Regions from separate parts of the Hordeum vulgare genome. Here region 1 is linked to region 2. A link is a contact called in public Hi-C data. All regions are on one chromosome and are shown on one strand. The core of a region is the stretch at or near the end of the contact, and the rest is flanking DNA. Distances in the headings are between cores, read along the strand shown. Region 1 holds the start of LOC123452813 (alanine aminotransferase 2-like). Region 2 holds the start of LOC123395384 (protein WRKY1-like).

Region 1 (6,880 bases), core at 1,924-4,423, 160 kb before region 2:
ATGTGATAACACGGGTGCCATTGCCTTAGCAAAGGAACCACGGTTTCACAAGAAGACCAGACACATCAAACGACACTTCAACCTCATCCGCGACTACGTCGAGGGAGAGGACGTAAATATATGCAAAGTGCACACGGATCTGAATGTAGCAGACCCGCTGACTAAACCTCTTCCACGGCCAAAGCATGATCAACACCAGAACTGTATGGGTGTTAGATTTATAACAATGTAATTCACATGATGATGTGAGGGCTAGATTATTGACTCTAGTGCAAGTGGGAGACTGTTGGAATTATGCCCTAGAGGCAATAATAAATATAGTTATTATTATAATTCCTGTATCAAGATAATCGTTTATTATCCATGCTATAATTGTATTGAATGAAGACTCATTTACATGTGTGGATACATAGACAAAACACCGTCCCTAGCAAGCCTCTAGTTGGCTAGCCAGTTGATCAAAGATAGTCGGTGTCTTCTGATTATGAACAAAGTGTTGTTGCTTGATAACTGGATCACGTCATTGGGAGAATCACGTGATGGACTAGACCCAAACTAATAGACGTAGCATGTTGATCGTGTCATTTTGTTGCTACTGTTTTCTGCGTGTCAAGTATTTATTCCTATGACCATGAGATCATATAACTCACTGACACCGGAGGAATGCTTTGTGTGTATCAAACGTCGCAACGTAACTGGGTGACTATAAAGATGCTCTACAGGTATCTCCGAAGGTGTTAGTTGAGTTAGTATGGATCAAGACTGGGATTTGTCACTCCGTGTGACGGAGAGGTATCTCGGGGCCCACTCGGTAATACAACATCACACACAAGCCTTGCAAGCAATGTAACTTAGTGTAAGTTGCGGGATCTTGTATTACGGAACGAGTAAAGAGACTTGCCGGTAAACGAGATTGAAATAGGTATGCGGATACTGACGATCGAATCTCGGGCAAGTAACATACCGAAGGACAAAGGGAATGACATACGGGATTATATGAATCCTTGACACTGAGGTTCAAACGATAAGATATTCGTAGAATATGTAGGATCCAATATGGGCATCCAGGTCCTGCTATTGGATATTGACCGAGGAGTCTCTCGGGTCATGTCTACATAGTTCTCGAACCCGCAGGGTCTGCACACTTAAGGTTCGACGTTGTTTTATGCGTATTTGAGTTATATGGTTGGTTACCGAATGTTGTTCGGAGTCCCGGATGAGATCACAGACGTCACGAGGGTTTCCGGAATGGTCCAGAAACGAAGATTGATATATAGGATGACCTCATTTGATTACCGGAAGGTTTTCGGAGTTACCGGGAATGTACCGGGAATGACGAATGGGTTCCGGGAGTTCACCGGGGGGCCAACCCACCCCGGGGAAGCCCATAGGCCATAAGGGTGGCGCACCAGCCCTTAGTGGGCTGGTGGGACAGCCCAAAAGGGCCCTATGCGCCATAGAGATAAAAATCAAAGAGAAAGAAAAAAAAAGGGAGGTGGGAAGGAAGGGAAGGACTCCCACCCACCAAACCAAGTCCAACTCGGTTTGGGGGGGGAGCCTTCCCCCCTTGGACTCGGCCGACCCCCTTGGGGCTCCTTGAGCCCCAAGGCAAGGCTCCCTCCCTCCCACCTATATATACGGAGGTTTTAGGGCTGATTTGAGACGACTTTTCCACGGCAGCCCGATCACATACCTCCACGGTTTTTCCTCTAGATCGCGTTTCTGCGGAGCTCGGGCGGAGCCCTGCTGAGACAAGGTCATCACCAACCTCCGGAGCGCCGTCACGCTGCCGGAGAACTCTTCTACCTCTCCGACTCTCTTGCTGGATCAAGAAGGCCGAGATCATCGTCGAGTTGTACGTGTGCTGAACGCGGAGGTGCCGTCCGTTCGGTACTAGATCGTGGGACTGATCGCGGGATTGTTCGCGGGGCGGATCGAGGGACGCGAGGACGTTCCACTACATCAACCGCGTTCACTAACGCTTCTTCTGTACGATCTACAAGGGTACGTAGATCACTCATCCCCTCTCGTAGATGGACATCACCATGATAGGTCTTCGTGCGCATAGGAAAATTTTGTTTCCCATGCGACGTTCCCCAGCAGTTCCGCCGTCACGGGTCGCAGCTCAGCCGTGATGGATGTAGGAAAACGTTATGCCGGTTGAAACATTTTTATATATTGTTGAAGCTTTTTCTATCAACGATTGCAACAAACGCGAGCATGGTTCTGCCGTCACGGGTCGCAGCTCAGCCGTGATGGATGTAGCAAAACGTTATGCCGGTTGTAGCAAAATGAAACACCGATTGTAGCAAAAGCCGCGACGCCATGTGCGATGTAGCCAAATGCGACACCGGTGGTAGCAAAATGCGGTGTCGGTTGTATCAAATTTCGATGCCGGTTGAAGCATGTAGTAAATTACGCCTTCGGCCATGGATGCGACTTAGCGGGCCATGCGCGTTGCAGCTCCGGTCGCCATAGAGCAGTTGAGAGAGGGGAAATCGAGGGGAGGACAATGGTTCGGTGGTAGGCTTCGAGGGTGCTCGCTGGAGGAGATCGTTGGGGTAGGATTTCCCATGGCAACCGGGAGGTTGGCAAAAAGGAAAGAGAAGGACCCGGGGATGAGGAAAGAGATAACGTGGTAGGCCCTGTAGCCACGAGCGAGTGGATGAGACCGCTCCACGTCGGCTGAAAAGGTTTACCATAGAAAATACTAAGATAATAGTGTATTTTTTTTTCTCTATGCATGTGATGCTACTTGAAAATGTTGTTTTGAATTGTAATATATTTAATGCAATCAAACTATATTTTTATTCATGTCAATGTTAACATATATTTATATATTAATCGAGACGTGCATTTACACTTACTACTAGTTTCAGAAAAGAGTCTCGGTTTAACTCCTGATATTGGCGGTAAAAGTAACCAGGAGAGACGTTTACGAACGGCAAACAGTAAATGGACGCATCCAACGGTCAGAGCGCCTCCCCTTGAGCTAGCATGGAGCGAGCAGAGCCGTTGGATCGGCTTCGATGGCGGCTCCGCTGTAATTTTGCCGAATCGCCGGGGATACTCCCGGGCTTTCGCGGCGAAGAAGTACTACGTACGCCCCGACTCGCGAGATGGCATGGCAGTTCTGATGCAACAGCGACAAGAACAATAATGGAGTTGCAGAATTGCTTTTGTTTCCGACAGCAACTCCTGTACCACGTGACGTGAAGCAGCTTTGGACTGTGGCTTGGGCAGCCAACCAAGAACCAACAAACCAAGCCTGCCACCCACTCCTCCCAGGCCGCCGCTTGATCCCCCGCCCGCCGTCGTCGCGGCGATGTCTCCCGCCTCCGCGCGCGCCCTCACCGTCGACTCCCTCAACCCAAAGGTACGTACGTAGCAGGCCTCTGCCGCCGTCCGATCCACAACCCACAGCAGCTTCCGTGCTCCAAGTCCAATGCTGCTGCTGGTGGCTGGTTGGTTTTGCAGGTGCTGGCGCTCTCGGATCACCTCGGGGGCGCCGTGGCCCGCCGCGCGCAGGTATCATCCCCAAAATCGCTATTTTCCAAGACATTCAAATCCCTGAGAGAGAAACGGAAGCTGCTGTATCCGTATATGTGTGTGTCTGAGCCGCTGTACACGAGACAGAGCCATGTTAAATTGCCACTCTACTACTGTAGTAGTATTTTGCACCTAGCTTTGGCAGATCATGCAAATCAAGTGATCCTCTCTTCTGTTCCTTGGTGAGGTGTCCAGCGCATGCAGAAAGAGCTAGAAACAAATCCAGGTGTATACCCTTTCAATGAGGTATGTTCCTGTGAATCCCATCACGTTATTGCAAAACAAACTGAACATTCCTGTGGACCTCATCACATCATTGAAAAACAATTCAATATCATCTTCCACTGAAACTTTCCCCAAATATCATCTACTTCTGTTAGTGTTCCTACCATTTTTTTTATCGTTTTACTGTGATTAATTTTTCCATTTCTTCCGGCAGATAATCTATTGCAACCTTAGCAATCCACATTACCTCGGACAACAGCCAATTAAGTTCTTCCGTGAGGTTGGCGATTTGCTCCATATGAACTCTTGTATTAACATTCTCGTTTCTCCATGCTCTGATGCTTTCTTGTCTTCCAGGTTCTTGCCTTGTGTGATTACCCGCATCTTCTAAACTGCAGTGTAACTAGTTCCATATTCAGGTAATTAACACCACGCATCATATGGGCAAGATGCATTCATATTCATAAGCGGTAGTTCAACTCGATTGTTTTCTGTTGCAGTTCTGATGCAATAACAAGGGCAAGAGAGATATTAGACCTCATTCCTGGGAGAGCAATGGGAGGATACAGCCACTGTCAGGCAAGATCGGGAACCCTGAACCTATTTTCACAAATGCAGAAATGAGACCTGACACTTTTCACCTCTAGGGTACTGAAGGGTTGCGAAATGCAATTGCTGCTGGAATAGCCACTCGTGATGCTTTCCCATGCAATGCGGAGGACATTTTCCTGACAGATGGAGCATCCGCGCCGGTACTATTTGATCCACCATATGCGGAGCAATTCCTTCGTCCACCATCTTATGCATAACACTCTGAATAATAGTTGGAGATATTGTGCTCCTCTGCTACTGCTGGGCATCCTGACAGTGTTATATCTCATACGCTGTCAAACTACTTTGTGGAAGCTCCTTCTGCACTTTAGTCATTAGCACTACTTTTTTTATGAACCTCGTTCTTATCACTATTATGATGATTGACTTAAAGCACCTACTATGCCATGATAACATGATCAATGTCACTAAACATCCAAGATTCAAGTTATTTTTATCTCTCCCTTTCCTTTTTTTCGGATGTTATTCTTGACAATCGAGTTGTTTGTTCGATTTCCAAACAGGTTCATATGGTAATGCACCTATTGATACGAGATGAAAAAGACGGCATCCTTTGCCCAATTCCATCACACTTTCTGTACACAAGCTCAATGATCCTGTGTGGTGCTACTCTTGTATGTATCACGTTAGTAGATCGAAATGTATCCACATCAACTAAGTTTTTACTGGTTGCCAATCTGTAGTAAAAAAAATATAATATCTGCTTTCTCAGGTACCATATTACCTTGACGAATCACGAGATTGGGATGTGAGTATTTCGGACCTCAAGAAGCAGCTGGATGGTGCCCGATCTCAGGGCATCAATGTTAGGGGACTTGTGGTTGTAAATCCAGGCAACCCTACTGGACAGGTGTGTTCACTGATCATTGACCTGTGCAATTTTTATATTTTCTGAAAGCGTTAATGTGGTTAAATTGTACATAGGTTCTTGTGCGGGAAAACCAGTGTGAAATAGTGGAATTCTGCAGGAATGAAAACCTTGTTCTTCTAGCAGATGAGGTGAGGTTTTTGGATCTTTCTTAATAAGAATCTATATAATTTTCTTGAATTTTTGTGTATCTAACCGGCTGTATCTTTTTCTTGAACGTACTGGTAGGTTTACCAAGAAAATGTTTACACAGATGAAAAGAAATTTATCTCTTTCAAGAAGATAGCACGGTCCATGGGTTTTGGTGAAGGAGATGTTTCCTTAATATCATTCCATTCAGTTTCTAATGGTATATGACATTTCGTACTTCCTTTTATCCATGTTTTTCTCAGTTATACACAACTCTTTTGTTAGGTGCACTCATGAGAAAGATTTCTTATAAACATTGGACTTTCAACTCATTGAGTAAAGCCACCGTAAGGAAGTTTTTGCAAATGCAAACTTGCACTTTGGTTATGTCAATATAATCATACTCCCTCCGTCCCAAAGTAAGTGTCTCAACTTTATACTACCTTTACAATAAATTTATAATAAAGTTGAGACACTTACTTTAGGATGGAGGGAGTACTAATGTAATGCCTTTTTTCCTTGAACATTGGTAACCTAATGATATGCTTATTCTAATTTGAAGCCATAACTTGAACGTGAACCGAGGACTTAACTCCATATCAAGCACGCCATGCGCTCTTTGTCTATTGGCCTTCTATTAAAATTTCCAGGCACTGGCTTTTCTCCCTTTGCTTAATATAAGGAGTGTCTGGCATACTGTATTGTGCTGTATATCAAACCAAGTGTGGCGCATCATGATTTCTTCCTATTTCCAAGTAAATCTGAACTATTGGGGGATGAAGTGTCATACACCACAAATTATCGAACGGGTCAATATTTCTCAGAGGTATTGTCTTCTCCATCAGGGTACTATGGAGAATGTGGGAGAAGAGGGGGTTACATGGAGGTCACTGGCTTCAATTCTGAAGTTCGGAAACAAGTATACAAAGTAGCATCCCTAAGCTCATGCTCCAACTTAGCCGGCCAGGTCCTCGTGAGCCTAGTCATGAACCCACCAAAGGTCAGTAAATATGCATCTCATCGTGTCTTTGAATTTTTATATACATTTTATTAATCGTCCCTTTGTCAGGTTGGAGATGAGTCATACACCTCTTACCGGGAAGAAAGAGATCGCATTATGTTATCATTATCCCGGTGTGCAGAGGTTCGCTTTTGTCACACTCACTTCCATGATTATCTTCATTGCTGACTCTGTTATGTGCAAAAATAGCATTATCTCCGAATATCACATTCTTCGACTGGTTTTGTTTAGGCCATGGTGCAGGCATTCAACAGTCTGGAAGGCCTGACTTGCAGCAAGGCTGAAGGGGCAATGTTTGTATTCCCATCTGTTCGGCTGCCTAAAAGGGCAATTGCGTCTGCTGAGGCAATGAACACCAAACCAGATGTGTTCTACGCTCTCCGCCTTCTTGAAAACACTGGCATCATCGTCTTGCCTGGTTCTGTGTTCGGACAAGTGAGTGTGATGCACTTGCTTAATTGGATGTATTTGTCTCT
Region 2 (6,928 bases), core at 1,886-4,385:
TTGTTGAAGAACTGGCTACTGGATGTAATGCAAGCGAGGTTTTGATTAATTGTTGTCCAGACTAGAGAGAGAGAGCTCCCATGAACCCATCCATGACAGCACAAAACTCATGTCAAAATCATTACTGCTAGCATGGAAGCTGGCTTCACACTGAAGCTGAAGCATGACTGAGAAATCACAGCAACTTCCTGTTACACCTGTTAAGAAAACACATGGTGCTCCTAATGTGTCAGCTTGTCAACAACAACAACAACACCTTTAATACTGGAACGATTCTTCTGCCAAAAGAGAAAACAAATCCCATCTTTCAATAAAGCAAAAGCAACACACAGAGACAGAGGCGAGTCATCGCAAGTAAACTTGTGCACGCTAAAAGCCAACCCTGCCAATCCTTTTCCAAGCTTTACACAGAGCTGCTTGCTCACTTCCTTTCTTCAAACCTCCCTTTCAACTCTCTGAAACACAATTGTTGAGCCAAACCCCGCCCGTCACTATCTACCAGCATATGCATGTTCTTCTCTCCATGTCATCCCTCAGTTTGTGATTTGATGTCTCATAAGTCACACAACTCAGAGGAGAGGAGAACAGCTTGGGGGGGGGGGGGGGGGGGGGGGGGATGATGCCCCCACTCTGGACGCTGAAACCCTAACAGCATGTAGCTGGGGAAGGAAGGGCCACTAGGCAGCTCATTAGATTCCCAGATGGATGGCCTCAATGTTGTTTGTTGCTCCTACTTTTGAGATCCGCAAGACCTAGTTTTACTTCGACGTGGCCGGTCCGGCCGTATCTTCCAACAAAGGCCGTGGCATTCATCGATCGAAAGGGGCGGCGAAGCGATCGGCCGGCTGTCGTCTAGGTCTGGGCAGACTGTGTTGGCAGCCGATTATGGCTGTGCTCGCCTTCGTATGTCACAATGAGCATCGCCGGCTCATCCACGCACCGCTCGACGTGCTTCCTCGCCGGGCAGCCCCTCACGGTGCTGCATTTATAGTAGCCCCTGCAATTGGTACAAGTGAACGGACATAGTTAGTCTTCTGTGGAGACAAGAAAGATTTGGAAAGAGGAACAGTCAGCAGTCCACATTGAGCAGCATGTGCTTGCTTTCATGGTATAGCTACATTTTCCCACCATTAAGGGCAGGCATTAAAGCTTCAGATGAGGTGGGCAAACAGGAGCAATCAACATTAGAATGTGGATAGATAAGCACGTCAATGAAATGCGAGTTCCATTAACAAGTTAACTACTTTAGGTCCCTATGACCGATCTCTTTTTTCACAGACAGTGGTGATAGACCAACATGATCCACTACATAAATAATTGCTCTAGCAACTAAGGTGTCAACACGTCTTAGTTGTAGAAGAAACTTGGTGCTAGGAAAAGGGTGAGTTGAGTGGGGGATCCACAAATAATTATTCCACAGGTAAAGCAACACAATGAATGCCAGATGGATGCAGATATGCCATCTTTCATGGTACAGCATGGGGAATAATAACATCATGACTGAAAAGGATTTGATATATATTCAAGTGTTATTTTGAGCAATGTCCTTTTTTAAGTGACAATCCACATCTTTTAAGCAGATAGTTGGTTTTTTTTTCTTTCATACCTCGGATGAGGGGAACCCTTAATCGGCTTCTGTCCGTACTTCCGCCATGAGTATTCATCCGGAGGTATATCCGATATTTTGTTGCTAATGGCGGGCACTTTAATCGACCTCTTAATTCGTAATTTCCTGCAGAAAAGTAAATCATCAAGCAGGTCAAGATCATAATTCCCAACCCTAAGAAAAAAAATCACATCAGCATGGTTTTACCTTCTTTTTGAGCAATGGCATTTGCCACCTGTGGTGCACTTGCCGCTGCCATCCTCACCCCTACACCGCCGCTTAGGTGCGCATTGGCGCACATTCAGTGGGTCGCTCGCAGCCGGGCCGCCGATCAAACGCATCGGTGGCTTTCCGTCCAAGCTAGCTACACTGCCATCCATGCTCAGGGAGGACATGAAAGACCTCGGCGATGAGATCGTCCCAGTGCCGCCACTGGGGCTATCAAACTTGAGGCTGATCCCACTATTGCTCCTCTTGAACATTTGGGCCTGTAAATTCTGCTGCTGCTGCTGCTGGAATGGGTACCTATGTGCAGTGGCACCAAACTGGAACTGCACAGATAATGGCTGGACCATCTTCGGAGGGCCAAACTGGTGGGCGCTCTTGCTGCTTGAGCTGACCAAATCGAGGCTGCGCGGGGGCGGCGGCGGCGCGCCGACCTGGGGCCGCAGTTGCCCTGCCGAACCAGCAGATGGGGATGGAGTGGGTGCACTCCCGGACACGAGCATCCCCAATGGGGCGTTGCTGCTGCTCTCCAAGAAGCCTTTCTGGCTCAAGAACCCCACGGGCTTCCTTCTCCTGGAGAACCTGCCTCTAGCATGCCCTCCCCTGCCGCCGCCACCATTGCTGAGGAGGGAGACCACCTTCCTGAACTTGGCACATGCCTCACCCGTCTCTGAAGCTATGCTCCTGAGCAGGGCTGGGTCCTGCTGCTGGGAGAGCAAGGCCAGCAACTTGTGGCAGCTCTCCACAGCCGCGCTGTTGGCCACCTCCACCTCCTCCATGGGGCAAGAAAAAACAATCCAGAAGCAAATACAATCCCGTCTTCTCCTTCTTGCAGAGCTCTTCCTTTTACAGCCTTGGCAAGCAGCTCAGATTCTTGCGGCCCTCACCGACCTGAGAGAAGGAAGATACAGCACAAATCAGTACAGAGATGGTAGATCTCCGTGAAATGCTCGCACGGTTTGGAGTTTTCGTCGCCAAAAAACACCGATTTTTAGGGACTCGGGAGGCCATCCGGCAGCCGGATCGACCACAGGAGCGACGGGTCCAGCCGGGCGGGGGGCAAGAACGGATTCTTGGCGCGCGTGCGCACCGAGAAGTCCGGCGTGGCGCCGCCGGGCAGATGTCCCAGGCAGTAAAGCACCGGCCAAACCACGGCGAACCGGCGCCGAAAAAGGGCGCGGGAGTGAGCTCACCTGCGCCGCGAGGCTCTACGCGTGGGCGCGCCCCATCCTGCCGCCGCCGTGGAGGTTCCCGGAGTGGAGCAGAGAGGGGAGGGGATGAGGAGGAGGAAGAAGAGGAGGGAGGAGGAGCGAGGAGAGGCGAGTCTTGTAGCGTGAGCGTGGGTCGGAGGGCGCGATGTGCGAATTTGCGAGAGTTGGAGGGCGGTGTCGGAAATGTTGGGCGGGGGCCGTGGATCTGGGCCGTTGATCGCGGGACGGACGGTCGGGATCGTTGCTTTGGGTGGGCGGGTCGCTGTTGCCGGGGTCAGCGAGGTCAACGACAGGGGTCGGTGAGAGCATCTTTTCACTGTGCGGCTCGTAGATCAGACACAGACATCAAAGATGGTAAGTAAATGCCACTGCTTGTTGAAATTACCGTGGTTCGATGAGATTTACTACTCCCTCGTACGTTTTTTTTTCATGTAATAAGTTTTGGACGGCTGACATTGAACTGTTTTGAACGTCGTATGAATTATTTAAATGTCTGATGAAACTACAATCAGGCCCTCAAACACATGTGCGGACTTTCCGATCAATGACCGATCAAGAAACAACCTGGCAGACGCCTCAAACGATACTTCAAATGTTCGATACTTCAAATGTTCGGACTGATTGATATCCTTCGTATCCAATTTATAAATATATAAAGGATATTGAAGATCCGGACATCCTAAATTTTTACCATGTTTTCTTTTTAATTAAAATTTTATCAAAATATTAATTTTATTTTCTGGATCCTTTATTGGTTTGATAACCATACTTTTCTTTAAATTCTAAACTTTTTTTTCCTTCAAATCGAAAAATTAAAAAATAGTATGGGACTTGAATGTTTAATTTAAATGTATTTCATTCCATTTTTAGAATTCAGTAAGAAATATTTTGCCAAGCTTTATTTCTTTAAAACGGCGTTTTCATTTTTTTAAGGGCCTCCATATCACTACAACTATTGTAAAATTTTCACATAAATTTAGAGATGTCATGGGATGCATATGGACCACTTTTATGCAAAAACCCTTCTTGGCCTTTTGAAAATTTTGAGCAGACCATCCTCATTTCAAACCCGGTCCAGTTTAGTGGTTTGAATTATAATCCTATTTTATTTTGCTCTCATGGTCGTAAGAATTTTCCTTCTTGTAGTCAACCCTACCAAACCGTTAAATCTACGAGTTTAGCTCCATTGGAGTATTTTAAGCCCATTCAATTAACCCCTGGAGTTTCCGCCCACAAGTGAAGTTTCATAAAACGTGCACTAAAAAGTTTCTGTTCTTCCCAAACTAACCTTGTCATCATCTTTATCACCTAAAGAGACCTTGCTCTGGAATTTTTGGCGGCCAACAAAGTTCTCTAGATGGCCACATTTTACCAAACACCTTATGTGCATCGCAAAATTTAGCAAGCTCTTAAACTCGCATTAGGTGGGTGCTTTCCTCACCTAACCAACATGTCCCTTAGCACCACCTTGCCCACAAACCTAGCCCAATGAAGCCTCGTTTGCATCAGAGCCCCCTGGCGTGTCCAGGAATTTCGCCGAGCATGTGGTGCGCGTGTTCAAAGCGCGAGTAGAGAGTGCTTATTGCAAGCAGCCGCGCCGCGTTGCCGCGACCCACCTACCCCCGTGCCCCTAGCTTTTCCCCGCTCGCAGAGCGAAGCCAGTGTCCCTTCCCTCTCGCTACCGCCGCCAACAACCGCCCGACACCGCTTAGAGCCGCAGGTGTAGTCATCTTGGCAGCTAGACGTCGGCCACGTCCTTCCCCTGCCATGGCAGCGCCGCCCGACCTCTCCTTGCTCGCCACCTTGCCCCTGGAACAACCCCCAGCCAGTCCGCTAGCTCGCCGACCTCGCTGGCCTCGTCACGTCGGCCACGTCCTTCCCCTGCCATGGCAGCGCCGCCCGACCTCTCCTTGCTCGCCACCTTGCCCCTGTAACAACCCCCAGCCCGTCCGCTAGCTCGCCGACCTCGCTGGCCTCGTCACATCGCCCCCGCCTCACGAATGGCCAAGCTGTCGTGTTTATCCACGGTCGTCGCCGAACCGCCTCTCTGCGCTTATCAAAAGCCCCCCCCCCCCCCCCCCGTCGACCTCCCCACGCTCGACAACAACCTCATTATGATCATAGCAAGCCCCCATAGTAGCCAATCGACCGAAGGAGGTCATCTTCCACGCCATCGATGGGCTCAGCCGCCGCGGCAACCCTATTAAATTCCCCACAACCGAAGCCCCTCTAACTCCATTCTCTTCTCCAGTCGTCTTCCCTCGACCTCGCGAACCCACTCCCCTCTCTATCTTAGCTCAGGGGCCATCGTAGGATAATTTTCGCCTTGCCTGACACCGTCGGCCACCTCTCCGTCCATGGCGACCATCGGGAGGACCACAAGAATCCTCTGGATCCATTCCCGCCGCAAGGTGCCTGAAAGTCGCCACCATTCGCCAACGAGGAGCAGAGGAGGTCCGCCACATTCGGCAAGAGGAGGAAGAAGGCGGGATGGACCGGTCAAACCTGACCAGTGGGCCTCGAGGACCCACCCTTAGTGACTCACAGACCCGCCTAAGCATTTTAAGTGGAAATGTATTCCCTGGAATACGTCTTCGCTAAGGAAAAGCGTAAGCTTCACCAAAATATTTTCTTTTATAGTTTTTATTTTAAAAACAAACAGTTGACCCAACTTTGAGTGCCTCTAACTTTTAAAAGATAACTCCAAATGATTTGATTCTTTTTCCCACCTGCTTCAAATTTCTTCTAGTTTATGTCAAAAAAATCAAACAACTTTTTAGTATTGTTTTAGAATTGTGTGTTGATTTGAATATTTTCAAAAATAGGAAATGGAGGGAAGATCAACTTTCAAAAAAATTGGAGTGCCCCCAATCGAGATATGCCACCGACGCTAGAGTGGAACATCGTGAGTTTGGCTCGAACTATTTCTATCACCATTTTTGGCATTACCATATGCATTCATCTTATTGGGTCAATCCATCACAAGTGTCGAACAATGTTCCGGTAGTTTCACCTCAAGTTTGTGGAGTTGTGGAAGCAAACAGAATGACGCCTTCTGATGTTAATGTTATCGTAAGTGCATCTAGTGTCCCTTAGTGATTTTGGTGGATTGAAGATTTATAGGTTAAGAGACCGATATGTTTGTGAGTGTACACAGGCACTAGTAGAAAATGGCCCATTTGTCCCGGTTCCATAGACCCATTAGCCCCGGTTCTGGAACCGGGACAAAAGGGTCGGGACTAAAGCCCATAACATTTAGTCCCGGTTCCCTTACATGCATATATATGAATAAAACTCAACACAATTGTGAATATTATTTACGTACTTGCAACTGTTTCTCAGAGAAGACCCGCTCAGAGGTCGAGTGACGAATGAACTCGCATACGTAGTATGCACATAAAACAATGCCTTCTTTCTGGTACATACACTATACGAGAATAGAGTTCAATCAAACTGATAAGCAAGCATGGTAATGCTATATTGATGAAAATTTGAATCAATTAGAGATGCGCGGAACTAGCTAGTACTACTTACTTTGGGGTACGTAAATCGTAACTCTTTGTTTAGACCGGGAACCTTATTGGCGAACTTCGTCCAAACCCTGCGAGGCAAAGAAAATGATTACTTGATATCAGGAAATTAATGAAAGTTGCATGTCGATATGGTCTCGGTATGTTGACTGAACTTACTTCTTGAGCATTGCAGTAATGTCCTCATAATCCTCTTCAGTTTTACGTCTCGAGTCTAAGACATTTACTAGTGCCCTGCCAACGTCAATGGATAGCAAAATAAAGTGGTCTCTGCGCACGCATATATAACTCATCAATTACATTACTTAATTAACTTCGAGTAAGCGAAACCGAGTTTACAGAGAAGATAACAACAC

The links. A called contact is a pair of places that touch in the nucleus more often than the background predicts.
Region 1: a contact with region 2 is called in a Hi-C map of leaf, with 2.7 times the contacts expected there. The contact joins the promoter of LOC123452813 here to the promoter of LOC123395384 in region 2. A contact is called at or near these places in 2 of 6 Hi-C or Micro-C datasets (leaf and seedling) and 1 of 1 datasets of contacts at active chromatin or transcription factors (embryo).

The regions. Positions count from the first base shown.
Region 1 is chr5H:48,490,166-48,497,045 of MorexV3_pseudomolecules_assembly, reverse strand. It overlaps LOC123452813 (alanine aminotransferase 2-like), which reads left to right and starts at 3,173. Exons shown (of 15, transcript XM_045129535.1): 1 at 3,173-3,376; 2 at 3,478-3,528; 3 at 3,745-3,795; 4 at 3,989-4,054; 5 at 4,132-4,193; 6 at 4,275-4,353; 7 at 4,422-4,526; 8 at 4,890-5,027; 9 at 5,099-5,236; 10 at 5,311-5,385; 11 at 5,483-5,603; 12 at 6,229-6,383; 13 at 6,453-6,527; 14 at 6,636-6,839. The coding sequence starts at 3,326.
Region 2 is chr5H:48,334,004-48,340,931 of MorexV3_pseudomolecules_assembly, reverse strand. It overlaps LOC123395384 (protein WRKY1-like), which reads right to left and starts at 3,135. Exons shown (of 4, transcript XM_045090375.1): 1 at 3,025-3,135; 2 at 1,814-2,722; 3 at 1,607-1,732; 4 at 169-997. The coding sequence starts at 2,610. The coding sequence ends at 853.